2 separate regions of the Rattus norvegicus genome follow, and region 1 is linked to region 2. The links are chromatin contacts, called in public Hi-C maps. All regions are on one chromosome and are shown on one strand. The core of a region is the stretch at or near the end of the contact, and the rest is flanking DNA. Distances in the headings are between cores, read along the strand shown.

The links. Hi-C and Micro-C count contacts between places; a contact is called where the count stands out from the background.
Region 1: a contact with region 2 is called in a Hi-C map of liver, with 1.9 times the contacts expected there. The contact joins the promoter of Zfp3 here to the promoter of Med11 in region 2. A contact is called at or near these places in 2 of 12 Hi-C or Micro-C datasets (liver and mammary epithelial cells) and 1 of 1 datasets of contacts at active chromatin or transcription factors (oligodendrocytes).

The regions. Positions count from the first base shown.
Region 1 is chr10:55,971,319-55,978,561 of GRCr8, reverse strand. Zfp3 (zinc finger protein 3) reads right to left here and starts at 1,535. Exons shown (of 2, transcript NM_001109034.1): 1 at 824-1,535.
Region 2 is chr10:55,658,298-55,665,248 of GRCr8, reverse strand. Med11 (mediator complex subunit 11) reads right to left here and starts at 2,293. Exons shown (of 3, transcript NM_001399586.1): 1 at 2,148-2,293; 2 at 1,871-2,001; 3 at 675-1,126. The coding sequence starts at 2,232. The coding sequence ends at 989.

The DNA of each region.
Region 1 (7,243 bases), core at 286-2,785, 310 kb before region 2:
GTTCGGTCCCCAGCTCCGAAAAAAAAAAAAAAAAAGGAAAAGAAAAAGTTCTTTCTCCCAAGACATTATTATTTTCCTTCTCTGGTACCCGGAATCAAGGGAACTTCGTCAATTCTGTGCTCAATTCAGTCTCCTTTATGATTGTTATTACTCTTAATTATGTGTAGATGTGTGTTGCTCCATGAGTTACAGATGTGTATGCACATGAGTTACAGATGATATGAGGAGTGCTAGGAACCAAACCGGGGTCCTCTGAAAGAGCGGCAAGTACTGCTGAGCCGTCTCTTTAGTCAATTCTATCGTCTTTCTTTAACCTTAATAAGACAATGTTCTGCCTGCCGGCACAGGTCACAACATGTCACGAGGGCTACTCATTCTAGCAGTATACTTACGGAATGCAATACCAAAGGGGGGCGAGAGAGAGAGAGAGAGAGAGAGAGAGAGAGAGAGAGAGAGAGAGAATATATGAATGTGTGTGTGTGTGTGTGTGTGTGTGTGTGTGTGTGTGTGTGTGTGTGTGTGTGTGTGAGAGAGAGAGAGAGAGAGAGAGAGAATAGGCGTAAGTCGTAGGCATGCCCATATTGGACCCTGCTTCTCCAGTTTCCCTGGCTGACAAGGCCTGGAAGCAGAATTAGTATCGTTCCTGACAGTGCCCAGGCTCCACCCTCTCCGTGTGCAAATGAGTAGGAGCCCCGGGTGCTATAAAGTCCAAGGTCGTACAGCAAACCCCAGTCAGGGGCGAGCCTACAGTCAGGACTCCAGCTCCAAGCTGGGAGCCCCACGCCCTCCTCCCCCGGGCATGACGGAACCAAAGAGGCCTCACCGCTGGCGGATGCCGCCCACGCTCACTCCACTGGGCCTGGGGCGCTGCACCGCGGCGCGCACAGAACCGCAGCTGTCGTCTGGTGTCACGGGCGACCCACACCGGCCACTTCCGGTGCCGGGCGGCACTGCGGCCAATCCGAGAGAGTCCCACTCGCGGGAGGAACAGGTGGCCATCGGGTCCACACCTCCATACCCGTCCCAGCTTTCCCGTCTGCTGCTCTCGCCCTAATTCACTTCATCTTCGCCGGGCCGGGCAGGGGTGGTCGGCTTACGAGAATGTCCCGGTGCACCTTGCGAAACCCACTGCGTCCCCGGACCACTGACGCACAGGGTCCTCCCGGTTTCCTAGAACGGCTCCGGGAATGCACTTCCGCCCCGCAGCAGCCGCTCTGCGCGCCCCTGGCGTTTCCGTGGGCTGGAAAACTTGAAGCTCCGCAACTCTTCCCGCGGGGACGTGTTGAGCAGCGGTATTTGTGCCTTCCCTACCACTTTCCAAGAGTCTGTCAACCGAGGACCCTAGATTTAGGGTGCGCATGTCATCTTCTAGGAGCGAGGGGGGAGACCTGCTTTGAGGTTAGGAAGGCTTCAGGGAGTGATGCTTTGACAAAAATCTCAAGATCGAGTGTGATTTCCGTAGCCTGTTCAGGCAATAGGAACTGCATTATTTGCTGGCCTTCCTGTCTTCTTGAATAAATTTGATCTTTTAGTACAGCACGTATGTGACTATGAATGTGGTGATCCTCCTGCCTCAGCCTTCCAAGTGCTGAAATGAGTGACCATGCCCAGTGAAATAGACCTCTGTGTGTGGGGAGGTTGAGGCAGCGTCCTATTCTGCATCTAGGACTGGTCTTGAATTAATTGTGTATTAATAGTTCAACCTAGCCTCGAATTTAAGGCAGTCCTCCTGCCTCTACTCCCAGGTGTTGGGATTAGAGGCCTAAAATGATATACTTGTGATGGTTTAAATAAAAATGGCCCTCATAGGCCCATAGGGAGTGGCACTATTAGGAGGTGTGGCCTTGTTGGAGTAGGTGTGGCCTAGTTGGAGGAATTGTGTCACTGGAGGCCAGCTTAGAGGTCTCAAGCCCAAACCTGGGTGGTGTGTCACAGTCTCTTCCTACTGCCTGTGATCACATATAGAAAACTCTCAGCTACCTCTCTAGCACCTTGTCTACCTACAGGCTACCATGTTTTCTACCATGATCATAATGGACTAAACCTCCGAACTGTAAGCCAGCCCTAATTAAATGTCTTCCTTTTTAAGAGTTGCAGTGGTCATGGTGTCTCTTCACTTCGATAACATCCTAACTTAACACCCAACTCTAATATGAGCATTTAAACAGAGTCAACTAAAATTATAGGTTGTTGCAGATAGTAGGGCTGCCAATCAAAGGTATTGGTGTAAGACAGGCTAGCCTGAGGGACTCTGAACCCTCATACCTTGTCTCAATGCTGAACTCAAGGTGATCGATTTCCTTTTTGAGGGCCATGTACTGGACATATATCACAATAGTCTGCAGTTAGGCAAACATGGACGCTAGCTCCCACCTTTGGGGCACAGTGGTGGCCCTGGCTTGACTAATCACATGATCCTTCCTTCTAACTGGTCCAGAGGTGAATATTACATAGAAACAGAACTGAACAGTACTTCCTTACTGTTCTTACAGTTGCTATCAGGGAAGAGTAGTGCAGTTTGGGACGACATTGTGAGGAATCTGGTCTTTTCTGAAGTAATGGTCTCTGAAATAGGCCTGAACAGGCTGTCGAGATGGCTCAGCGGTTAAGAGCACTGACTGCTCTTCCAGAGGTCCTGAGTTCAGTTCCCAGCAACAGATGTGGCTCACAACCATCTGTAGTGTGATCTTGGTGCCCTCTTCTGGTGTGTATAAAATAAAAGAAGAAAGAAATAGGCCCGAACAAGGAGATCTGAACAGAGAAAAGGCAGAGGAGGCTAAGGTATAGCTCAGAGGTAGAACACTTGCCTAGAATGTGCTAGGTAGGCCTTAAATTCAACCCCCAGTACTGTAATCCCAATGCTTTAACATATCCTAGTACAGAATACACATGACTAATCCCAAAGGGAGAGATGGGGGCACCGGGAAGAAATAACTGAACCAAAACAAGAAAGCACCAACTTCTCTAGCTCTGTTTCTGGTATAAAAGGAGGCTGTCCTGCCCCTCCAGCTCTGCTGACTGCAAGATGCAGCTCTCCTTGCCCAGTTCTCTTCTCCCTGGCCTCCCTAACAGCATGGGGTTTCCAACACAATGCAGGCTTCACTTTCACAGCTTCACACAGTGGGCTTCAGGGCCTACACAGGGACTATTCTGCCTTACACCAGCCTCAGCAGCTCTTTGAAACCACAGAGGAAGTTCCCATGGCCGCTTTACTCAGGTCTTCATGACCTTAAAGTCAGCGCCATGGGGATGACACTGCCAACTTCAACTGCCAGCTTGGGATGGATGGTGGCCCACTTAGTCACATCTGCAGCAGAATTTGTTTGCCGTTCCTGTCTAGGAACAGAAAGAGAAAAAAATCCTCAGATCTTTTTTATTTACAAATTGGAAGCTTCACCAGAGGGGTCTTGCTCAGTGCAGACAATGGGTCTCCTTAATTTCATTATCTCTCTCAGTACAAGAATTGGGTGTAACTTTATGTTTCCTGTTACTCATGTTTTTCCTCTTCAAATTGTACGTTTTTAAAAAACTGTCTGCCCCATTTGCTGTTTTTCATTGTAATCCACATAAAAGAGTTCTTTCTAACCACAGGACAGATACAGTACTAGGCTGCCTTGAAAACTCCTGTCGTGCACAGAAGGCAGCAACATTAATTTTTTGCCAAAAATATAAGTCTCTAGTCCACTTGCTTAACGTTGCTGCTCTGTGAGACCCCTTGAGCTGGGCCTCCACAGTCTGAAGAGTCATCAGCACTGTTTTCCAAGCTCCCACTAGGACGTCTCATTACAAACATTCAACTGCCTTTCTAGCCCAAAGTTCCAAAGTCTTCTGAATCCTTCAAAAACCAGCGTGACCAGGCTTGCAACAGCCTGAAACCTCGTACAGACTGAAGTTACCTAGGCAGGCCTTAAACTCAATACACCTGAGGTCTGCCTCTACCTCCCAAACCCTAGGATTTCAAGCTTGTGCCGCCATACCTAACTTCACCTGGGAGTCTTTAAAAGTATGGAGTCTTATGCTGTACTGGAGATAGAATGCTAGAAATTTCCTCCAGGAGCCTCCATACTGAGAGTGGATTTGGGCCACACACAGGAGCCCTGAGGAGGGGAGGACTCATTAATCAGCATTTACTCCCTTTATCTTTTTAGTAAGTGGGACATTATTGTGGGAAGGCAGAGATTGGGAATTTGCCCCCACCTGTAAATAAATTGGTGTTTCTATTTCTTTATATGTTATGTCACCTTCTCTTACTGATAGAAAAATATGTCACTGGGCAGTGGTGGCACACTCCTTTAATCCCAGCATTCGAGAGGCAAGGCAAGTCGATCTCTGAGTTCCGTACAGAGTGAGTTCTAGAACAGCCAAGGATACATGGAGAAACCATGTCTCAGAAAAAAAAATAAAAAGGAAGAAGGAAGAAGGGAGAAAGGGAGGGGGGATGGAGGGATGGAGGGAGAGAGAGATCTAGACACCGGTTGCCTTTTGTTTTAACTTTACAGATGATTCTAAGTCAAGGCCAGGATAGAAAGTCAATAACAAACTCTGATCTCCAAACCAGAAACATTGATATCACTTGGGAATTGGCTGCAAACAAAAGTTCTCAGGCCCCTCCTACACACTTTCTGAATCACAGACTTGTGGGATCAAAACACAGCAATCTGTGTGCTGAGAGGCCCTTCAGAGTTCTCCCCTTGCACTGTAAAGCTTCATTTGTGCAACCCTACTAAGTGACTTAGAAAAAAAGGGAATGCATTATCTCATCCTGGCTATTTTCCTGCCCACCATCTTTTTTTTTTTTTTAATAGTAATCAAGGTTGGAGCAGTGGGGCTCTTCTGGGGGAAGGTGACCAGGACATATGATTCAGATGCAATTCCTGTTTCCATCATGCATCATGAAGATGGGAAAGAAGTTGCTTATCCTGGTATCTAGTTGGCCTTCCCTGCTGACCAAGAAAGTTACCTATAAAAACAGTGTGTATTTCCTAACGATGTTTCAAGCAACACTGTTAAAAACAACAAAAGAGGCAGTCAGAGAGATGGCTCAGCTGTTAAGAGCACTGACTGTTCTTCCAGAGGTCCTGAGTTCAATTCCCAGCAACCACATGGTGGCTCACAACCATCTGTAATGGTAATCTGATACCTTATCTGCCATGCAGGCATACAAACAAATACATAAATAAATCTTTTTAAAAAAACCGGGGTTGGGGATTTAGCTCAGTGGTAGAGCGCTTGCCTAGCAAGTACAAGGCCCTGGGTTCGGTCCCCAGCTCCGAAAAAAAGAAAGAAAGAAAGAAAGAAAAAAACGCCACCAAGAGATGTCTCAGTGCTTAAGAGTGCACACTGCTCTTGCAGAGGACCCCAGTTTGGTTCTTAGCACCCACATCAAATGACTCAACACCTGTAACTCCAGCTCCAGGAGAACTGAAACCTTCTTCTGGCCTCCAAGGGTTCTGCACTCCTGTGCACAAACACAGTTAGATGCACACCTACAAAGATAGTCCTAGTGGACAGGAGAAATGGCTTAGCAGTTAAAGAACTTGCTGCTCTCACAGAGGACCCGATTTGGTTCCCGGCACGCGGTGGTCCACACCGGTCCCTAACTCCAGTTCCAGAGGCTCCAGCAGACTCTCTGGCCTCTCTAGGCATTGCGTGTACACTGTGCTCTTAACAAATACACAGACAAAACACAAATACACATTTAAAAAAATAGGGGCCAGAGAGATGGCTCAGCAGTCAAGAGGACCAGAGCTCGATTCCCAGCAACCACATAACTGTTTACAACCGTCTGTTACTCCAAGTGTCTGTTACACTATTCTGGCCCCGTCAGGCACCTGGTACACATGTGGTACCCAGATAGACATTCAGGAAAAACACCCATCCACATAAAATAATAAAATGTAAAAATAATAGATAAATAATAAATAACGAAAGCTGATTTGGGGCCAGAATGTTTGATATTTTGAGTTTGCTGAATGAGTACTCTTTTCTCTTCCCTAAATCTAAGCACACACCTCATAAAACCACTTTACTTACAAAAGGAAATTCTTTAAGATAAGAAAAACAAATGAACCAGACGAACATAGATTTTATTTAACTTTAAAAAATATTTATTTTTATTTTTGTTAAATTCTGTGTATGTGTCCATTGGGTCTGTGAATGCATCTACACATGAGGGTAGGTACCAGAGCAGGCCAGAGCAGGCCAGAGCAGGCCAGAGCAGGCCAGAGCAGGCTAGAGCCGTTGGATCCTTTTGGAGCTGGAGGTACAACATTTAGTTTTTAAATTTTACTTAAATCTTAAGCTTTAAACCTTATTTGCCAGAAGTGGTGGTGCATACCTTTATGTCCCAAAATTCAGGACATAGAAGAAGGAGAATGTCTTGAGTTTGAGGCTAGCCTGGTTTACATAGGGAGTTCCAGGAGAGAGCTACCTTTATTTATTTATTTTTTTTTTTATTAATTTTTTTGAGTACAGTGTAGCTGTTTTGAGATGCACCAGAAGAGGGCACCAGATCCCATTACAGATGGTTGTGAGCCACCATGTGGTTGCTGGGAATTGAACTCAGGACTTCTGGAAGAGCAGCCAGTGCTCTTAACCACTGAGCCATCTCTCCAGCCCGAACAGTTTTATTCTTGAAAAAATAAAATTGTAGGACTAAAACCTTGGACATACTTCTAGACTCTCAGAGGGACAGGTACAAAATAAAATAAAATATCATCTGCTTTGCTCCCCGTTTCCCCTCTTGGCTGTGAAACATCTGGGATAGAGAGCTTCAAGCCCAGGCTGCCTATCTTCAGGTTTTTAGAGTAGATCTACACAGCCTAGGCCAGCCTAGAGCTCCTGGTCCTATCGAAGCAGCTGACAGAGCAGGGGTTACAGCCGTGGGCCACCACGCCTGGCTCCTTACGTTTCAAAATCACATTTCTCAAACAGTTTACAACTGTTTCAGATTTGGTGCTACTGCAGTTTCAGTCACCTGAGGGCCATATCCCCCATCTTCTTTCCCTTCAGTGGCCTCTGGGGCTTAAATGGCACTGTGGTGCGATGCTAAAAGGAATGATCTTAAGGCTTGAATGGCCTGGGACGCTCTGGTTGTTTGCCACTTCTCCCCTGGGTACATAGCTACAGATAGGAGATGCTCTAGGCTCAGACAACTCTCTCTTCCTGTTAGCTACTCTCTTGCTGCTATTTTTTTCACTGTCCATCCAATGTCTCCACACTCTGAGTTTCTCCTATCAGCCTG
Region 2 (6,951 bases), core at 1,044-3,543:
ACAACCATCCGCAACTCTGGTTCCTGGGGATTGACATCCTCCTCTGACCTCCACAGACACCAGATATGTACACGGTGCACATATGATAAAATTATTGTTCATACACATAAAATAAACATAGGCGAAATGGCTTTTTTAGAATCATGGACTTCTGCAGATGCTGGGTCTTTGTCCCTTCAGAACTGCTGATGGTGTCTCCTGGCCACAAGTCTCTCTTCAGACTCCGTCAGCTGTTCTCCAATCCCACACTGAAAGCTAGGGCTTTCTCACTTCCCCTCCTCACAGCCGCTACATTGATGCTGTACAGACTGAACTAGACTCAAGTCCTCAATCTCTCGGGTCCCTCACATATATCCCAGAGAGAGAGAGAAAGAGAGAGAGAGACAGAGACAGAGAGAGAGAGAGAGACAGACAGACAGAGACATAGAGAGACAGACAGATTCAGAGACAGAGAGAGAGACAGAGACAGACAGTCTGAGCTTTATAAAAAAAAATTACAGGTTTTATTATTGAGACACTTAGTTCCTGTTTTGTTTCTTCCAATGAGGAACGTAAGTTCTCTTTGAAGGAGGGTCTCTCTATGTACTTAGCCCAGGTTGACCTCAAGCTATAGCAATCTTCCCACCTCTGCTTTCCAAATACTGGAGCTACAGGTGTGAGCCACCATGCCGTGCTACTAAGAATACATTTATTTTTATTGGGCCAAGTCTTCTGAAATGCCAGGGAAGGGTGCACACGAGGAAGTGGGTTGGAAGTTGACCTCTGACTCCTGTCTCAGCTTGCACAGTGGAAAACAGGGCTGTCTTGCTGGAGGAGCCAGAAGAAATCTGTGTGTACACTTGGGCTTTGGAGTCTCCAGTTCTGCTTTCGGACTCGTGGTCCTCATCTGCCCTGAACCAGTAGGGCATGTAGATATTACTCTGTTCCCCATCCTACCGGTCTCTGGGTTCTGTCCCAAGGTGCAGTTCACACTCTGGATCATCCTGACTTAGTTCTCCAGCATCTGTTCACAGGTTCTTGCCACATCACTGATCTTGAGGCGGGCGTAATCTACTCGCTTGAGAGCCATTTGACAGTCCTTCCTGGAAGAATAGCTGGAGCCCTCATGCGGCTGCCCTGTGGCCACCTACAAGACAGATCAATCAGTGGAGCACTGCCTCTCTCGACCACCCATAACCAGGCAGTATTAGGTCTCTGGTCTCATATCTTTCCCTAGTCTGACCTACATTAGCTGTCTAGTAACTCAATGTTCTAAGGCAAAAGACCTAACCTGTGTGAGCCTCATCTATGAACGAGGGACCACAGCAAGTACTTCCTAGAGTTGTAGGATAAGACACTGCAGAGTGACCAGCACACCACAAATGCTAGTAAACAGTATAAGGACTCTGGAAGCCACTTAGTGCTGTCCCTTTCCTTAGTCCCCAAGCATATGTGGCCTCACACAGGACACCATGCCAAGTTTCTGGGAACAAAGTTCAATAGTTTCAGCTTTGCTTTTATTTATTTATTTTTGTTCAGTACTGGGGCCTCTTTATGGTAGGCAAGTGCTCTCACACAGAACTCCAAGTCCTCTTTTTTACCTATCTACTGGGTCTGAATTGCCCAGACAAGTTTTGAACTTGTGATCCTCCGGCCTCAGCCTTCTGAGTAGCTGAGAATACAGACCTGTGCCACTAGGTCTGGCTACGGTATTGTTTATACACCCTGGACATTTTTAATCCTTCGCTTTTAGAAGACTAAACCAGCCCTGAAATGCAAGTGCCAATCGCGTAAAAGGCAGAGTCTTACCCAACTAAAAGCTCAAGGAATCCCTAAGGCTAGGGCGGTGCTGGAGAGCTGGCGTCCCCGCCCAGTACCTAAACACACCCACCTGGGTGAGGTAGCGGATCTGAGCGGACAGCTCTGCCTCCACGTGCTGCACAGAAGCGGTGAAGGCTGCCGCCTGCCGGTCTAGGAGACGCTCGTTCGTTTTTTCCTTGGACAGTTCCAGGATTGCTGTTCCTGCCAGGGCGGGTAGAGGGCGGTATTAGACTCAGGCTGGAGACTTAGCTCCGCCCTAAGGCCAGCATTCAGTGTCCCGCCCCAATTGCGCGCAGAGTCCGGGGCTGGTCTTCTCCCCCTCCCGTCCGCTCCTCGCTTCCCGAAACCTGCGTTCTGGAGGATGGCGCCGATTTCGCGCTCGATGTCCTCCAGGGCGCGCAGCCGCTCGTTCGCCAGGCTGTAGGTAGCCATCGTTCCAGTGGAAAGCCCCGCAGGCTGTCTTTTGCGAGGTGCGGCGCCAAGGCCCGGAAATGCCTGTTATTGTGCGCCTGCGCAGAGGCCACTGTAGCGAACACTACAATTCCCAGGATGCTCAACGCGCTTCGGAGTCTACCTGGTCTAGTCTGACTGCCAGTGCTCTAATGCCAGGCCAGACCAGGGGTGGAAAGAGGAGGTTATTGACTTTTGTTTTCTGACAGGGTCTAAGTATAGACCAACCTGGCCTGGAAACTCAGAGAGATCCTCCGGTGTAATAGGTCTGTCAAAAATGAAGCTAGTCGGGGTTGGGGATTTAGCTCAGTGGTAGAGTGCTTGCCTAGCAAGCACAAGGCCCTGGGTTCGGTCCCCAGCTCTGAAAAAAAAAAGAAAAGAAAAAAAAATGAAGCTAGTCTAAAGAGATACTTGTATCTCTTCAGTCTTGACTATCAGGTTATTGAAACAATGGCCACCAAAGAAACGAGAATCTCCCTAGGAATCTCATGCTGAGAGAAAGAAAGGTTCCCCGCCAGAGGGGGAACTTGTTTTCCGGAAAGACATTTCACACAATTCTAACAACTTGTCAGACCACTTTACAGGATGAGACTGAAGCCCAGATATAGTCAGTGGTGGGTGTGACCACAAACCTTGAACAGACTACTTAGATGTTCACAGCCTTGCTCTATTTAAACTTTGATGTGTCAGCACCCTGAAGACTGACTTGAGGGGGCTTGCCAGATCTCTTTGTCACACTCTTCCCAATGTGGCCACATTGAATAAGTCTCCTTTTCTGACTTTCCACTTTTAATTGGCTAATTGAAAAAGAATAGCCAGACGTGACTTGGGCACTAGTCTTCCCCTTATCCGCTTTCCCACAAATTGAGTATTACTGCCTCTGCCTCCCTAATGTTGGGATTAAAGGTATGAACCACCACTGAAACATCCCTGTGGCTCAAAGCCACTCAGATCTGTCCGATATAATTGACAGTCTGGTGGACTTATTGCATTTATAGGAACTTGTTATTAAGCACTGGCCCTGGGCCGGGAGATGACGGTGGGAGTTCAATTGTGTTCCTCCATACATGGGCTCTTGGATGGCCAACTTCTCCCAAAGAAAGCATGACTTGGCATGTTAAGCCATTCTCCCAAAAGCTTCTTCCTGATCCTGAGCCCAGCTAATTTTCACGACCTGGTTCCTTCCCTCTGATTATCAATTAGGAGGCTCTATGGATAGAGAGATAAAGAAAATGTTCTCTCATTCAATGGTGTTTGTTAGCTTTTTTATTTTATTTTTTTAAAGTTTTTTTTTTTTTCAAGACAGAGTTTCTTTTTGCAGCCCTGGTTGTCGTGGAACTTGCTTTGTAGGCCAGGGTGTCTTCGAACTCACCAAGATCTGCCTTCCTATGTCTCCTGAGTATGGGGATTAAAGGTATGCACTGCTACTGCCCACCAAGATTTATTTATTTTACTTGGTGAGTAGGGGTGTTTTGTCTGTATGTGTGTGAATGATGAGCACACATTGTTTATGGAGGTTGAAGAGGACATTGGATTGTCTAGAACTGGAGCTATAGGCAGTTTTGAGCCACTGTGTGGTTGCTGGGAATTGAACTTGGGTCCTCTGGAAGAATAGCCAGTGCTCTTAACCACTTAGCTTTCCCTTCAGCCCCTGGAAGGGGATTCTCTGAGCAAGTGGTTCTTGAACTGAACTCTAAGGCTATTGAGGTAGATGAGAGGCCGTAGTGGAAAAGGAAAATGGTATCCTCTAAGAGATGGGACGTGAAGGGTCCTGGTGTGGTTGAGGTCCAGTAAGGAGTTGTGTTTATGTGGAGGGCGTGGAATGTTATTGGAGCTGAGGGATGGCATGAAGCTGGAACAGGGGACAGGAAAACTCGTAAGCTAAGTAATCGAAATGTATTCTGGGGTGCTAGAAAGACGCCCGGGCTATGAGCACTGCCTGCTCTTCAGAAGACCTGAATTCAATTCCCAGCATCATATCAGACGGCTCACGACTGCTTATACCTTCAGCTCCAGGAAATCAGATGTGCCAGCACACATGACACACACACACACACACACACACACACACACACACACACACACACAAAGTAAAAGGGTGGAGGGTGGATTAGGGAGTAGTAGATATGAATATGTTTGAAATATATTGTACAACATTATCAAAGAATTAATTTTAAAAGTTTGCAGGGGCAAGGTGGGGGAAGTCTGGAGAGATGGCTCAGTGGTTAAGAGCACTGACTGCTCTTCCAGAGGTCCTGAGTTCAAATCCCAGCACCCACATGGTGGCTCACAACCATCTGTAATGAGATCTGATGCCCTCTTCTGGTGTGTCTGAAGACAGCTCAGTGTATTCATATACATTAAATAAATAAATAAATCTTCAAAAAAAAAAAAAAGAAACAAAGAACAAAACAACAACAAAAGCAACAAAGAGGAATGGGAAACAGGGCACATTAGCCTATGACCCCAGAACTCGGCAGGCAGAGGCAGGAGGATCAGAAGTTCTAGGCCATTCTCAAGGTAAACAGCAAGTTCATGGCTTGTTTTGTGCTCCATGAGACCCTGTTTCTAAAGAAGAAAAACACAAACTAAAAAAAGTGAAGAAGCAGGTAACGGTGTATTCCTGTAACCTTAACACTAGGCCCCATAGTGAACTCAAGGCAAAACTAGAGTACTAGTTCTCAAAAGTCTAAATGCTGGCGCTGTAGCTTGGCTTTGTTTGGGGCTTCCAGTTTTCTCCTCAGTACTGAAAGGGAAGCTGGGCATGAATGTGGAAACGTTGGATGCTGGCTGGAGAACAGAGGCTGCGTGGTAACTGGTTTAGCAATGGAATGGTTACTAAGCCAATGGTAAACTTTAGGGAGCAGACTGCCCTGAAATTAGTGGTAGGATAGGACTTCGGATAAAGTTGGTACTAAAGTTCAGAGGCTTATTCAAAGGAATTGGACAGCCAGCTCTCTTGACTTCATACATCTTGGCAAATAACCCCTAGCCCAGGACAATACCGATGTGTTTTTGTTTATTTGTTCTCTCTTGGTTTTTTTTCTGTTTTTTGTTTTTTGTTTGTTTTTGTTTTTGTTTTGTTTTTTTTTTCGGAGCTGGGAACCGAACCCAGGGCCTTGCGTTTGCTAGGCAAGTGCTCTACCACTGAGCTAAATCCCCAACCCCTCTCTCTTGTTTTTTAAGATTAGCATCTTTGGGGGCTGGAGAGATGACTCAGCAGTTAAGAGCACTGGTTATTCTTCCAAAGGACCCAGGTTCAATTCCCAGCACTTATGTGGTGACTCACAACTACCTGTAGCTCCAGTTCCAGGGGATCCATTCTGGCCTCTGTGGACACACATACACTCAGGCACACACACACACACACACACACACACACAGAGAGAGAGAGAGAGAGAGAGAGAGAGAGAATATAAATGTAGCCAAAGAAAAGGCCATTGAGAAGCAGCCCAGGAGGCTTACTTGTACCTCTGGGATGAAGGGATGAAAGAGCCCATTAAAGGCCCCATGTAGCTGAGGAGGAAACCAGACCCACGAATTAGAGCACCAGGCTTAACCAAAAGGCACCTAGGGAAGCTTCCAGAAAAAGGAAACTGAGGCAAAGGCTGGGCAATTAGAATGGTGTGGGGCCTCTTAGAAAGAAAGAAAGAAAGAAAGAAAGAAAGAAAGAAAGAAAGAAAGAAAGAAAGAAAGAAGGAAAGAGAGAGGGGGGGGAGGAAGGAAGGAAGGAAGGAAGGAAGGAAGGAAGGAAGGAAGGAAACAAACAAATAAATACAAAAACTTCAGAAAAACCACCACCACCACCACCACCACCACCACCACCACCACCACCACCACCACCACCACCACCACCACTCCATTCCCTCTGGCTAGAATAACCTTCCACATTTGAGGGAGAACTGGCTGGGAATCCAGAATTCCACACCCCAGCTGCATTGGCGTGAAGACTAAAATGCAAAGACACCGTTTTTCCCATCGAACATTTGAATGTATTTTTCTCGTGGAACAGTTAGGTGCAGGCGGTTAGTTCCACACACTCCACAGGTCACACGAGGGCCAAGGCTTTTGCTGCGGTTGCCCTCTAAGGTCTTGCCTGGGTAAGCTCATAGTCCTGGATGTCAGCCTTCCCTAGACTCATTAGAGACATTGTCTTAGCACCGACCCCAGACCAACTGAGCCACAGGCTGTGTTTAAAGGTCCCCAGGTGACTTGTATGCACAATAAAGTGTGAGAAACCCTGGTGGGGGCACTGTGTGTGCCCCCTGAAACCTGACTTTCCCCTGCTCTGGGCTAGGACTGCAGGGGAAGAGGAAGAGGAAATTGTAGAGGACAGGGAACTATGTGAGGAGTCTGGCTGGGAAGTGACTCATATTTCATGAAGGAAGCTTAGCCATGTGCTTTTCCCTACCTGTGGAAAGCGTAGGCCTTTCCTACATGGCCAGCTATTGGGTCACCTCAGGAGAATAGATCTTGGGGGGTATCTAGGGATTCACAAAGCTGAACTCTCAATTAGGAAGACGGAATAAAGACACTCTGGTCTGAACAAACTGTCAGCTTTCCTCAGTGACGAGGCACAGGTCCAGGTCATTCGTGAAAGGTCCCGGCAACCCCAGTGCAATAGGAAGAGTCTGGACTGTAGACTCCTGGGAGAGAGGAGTACAAGGTGAATTGTGATTAAACTGGAGAATAAGCATATTT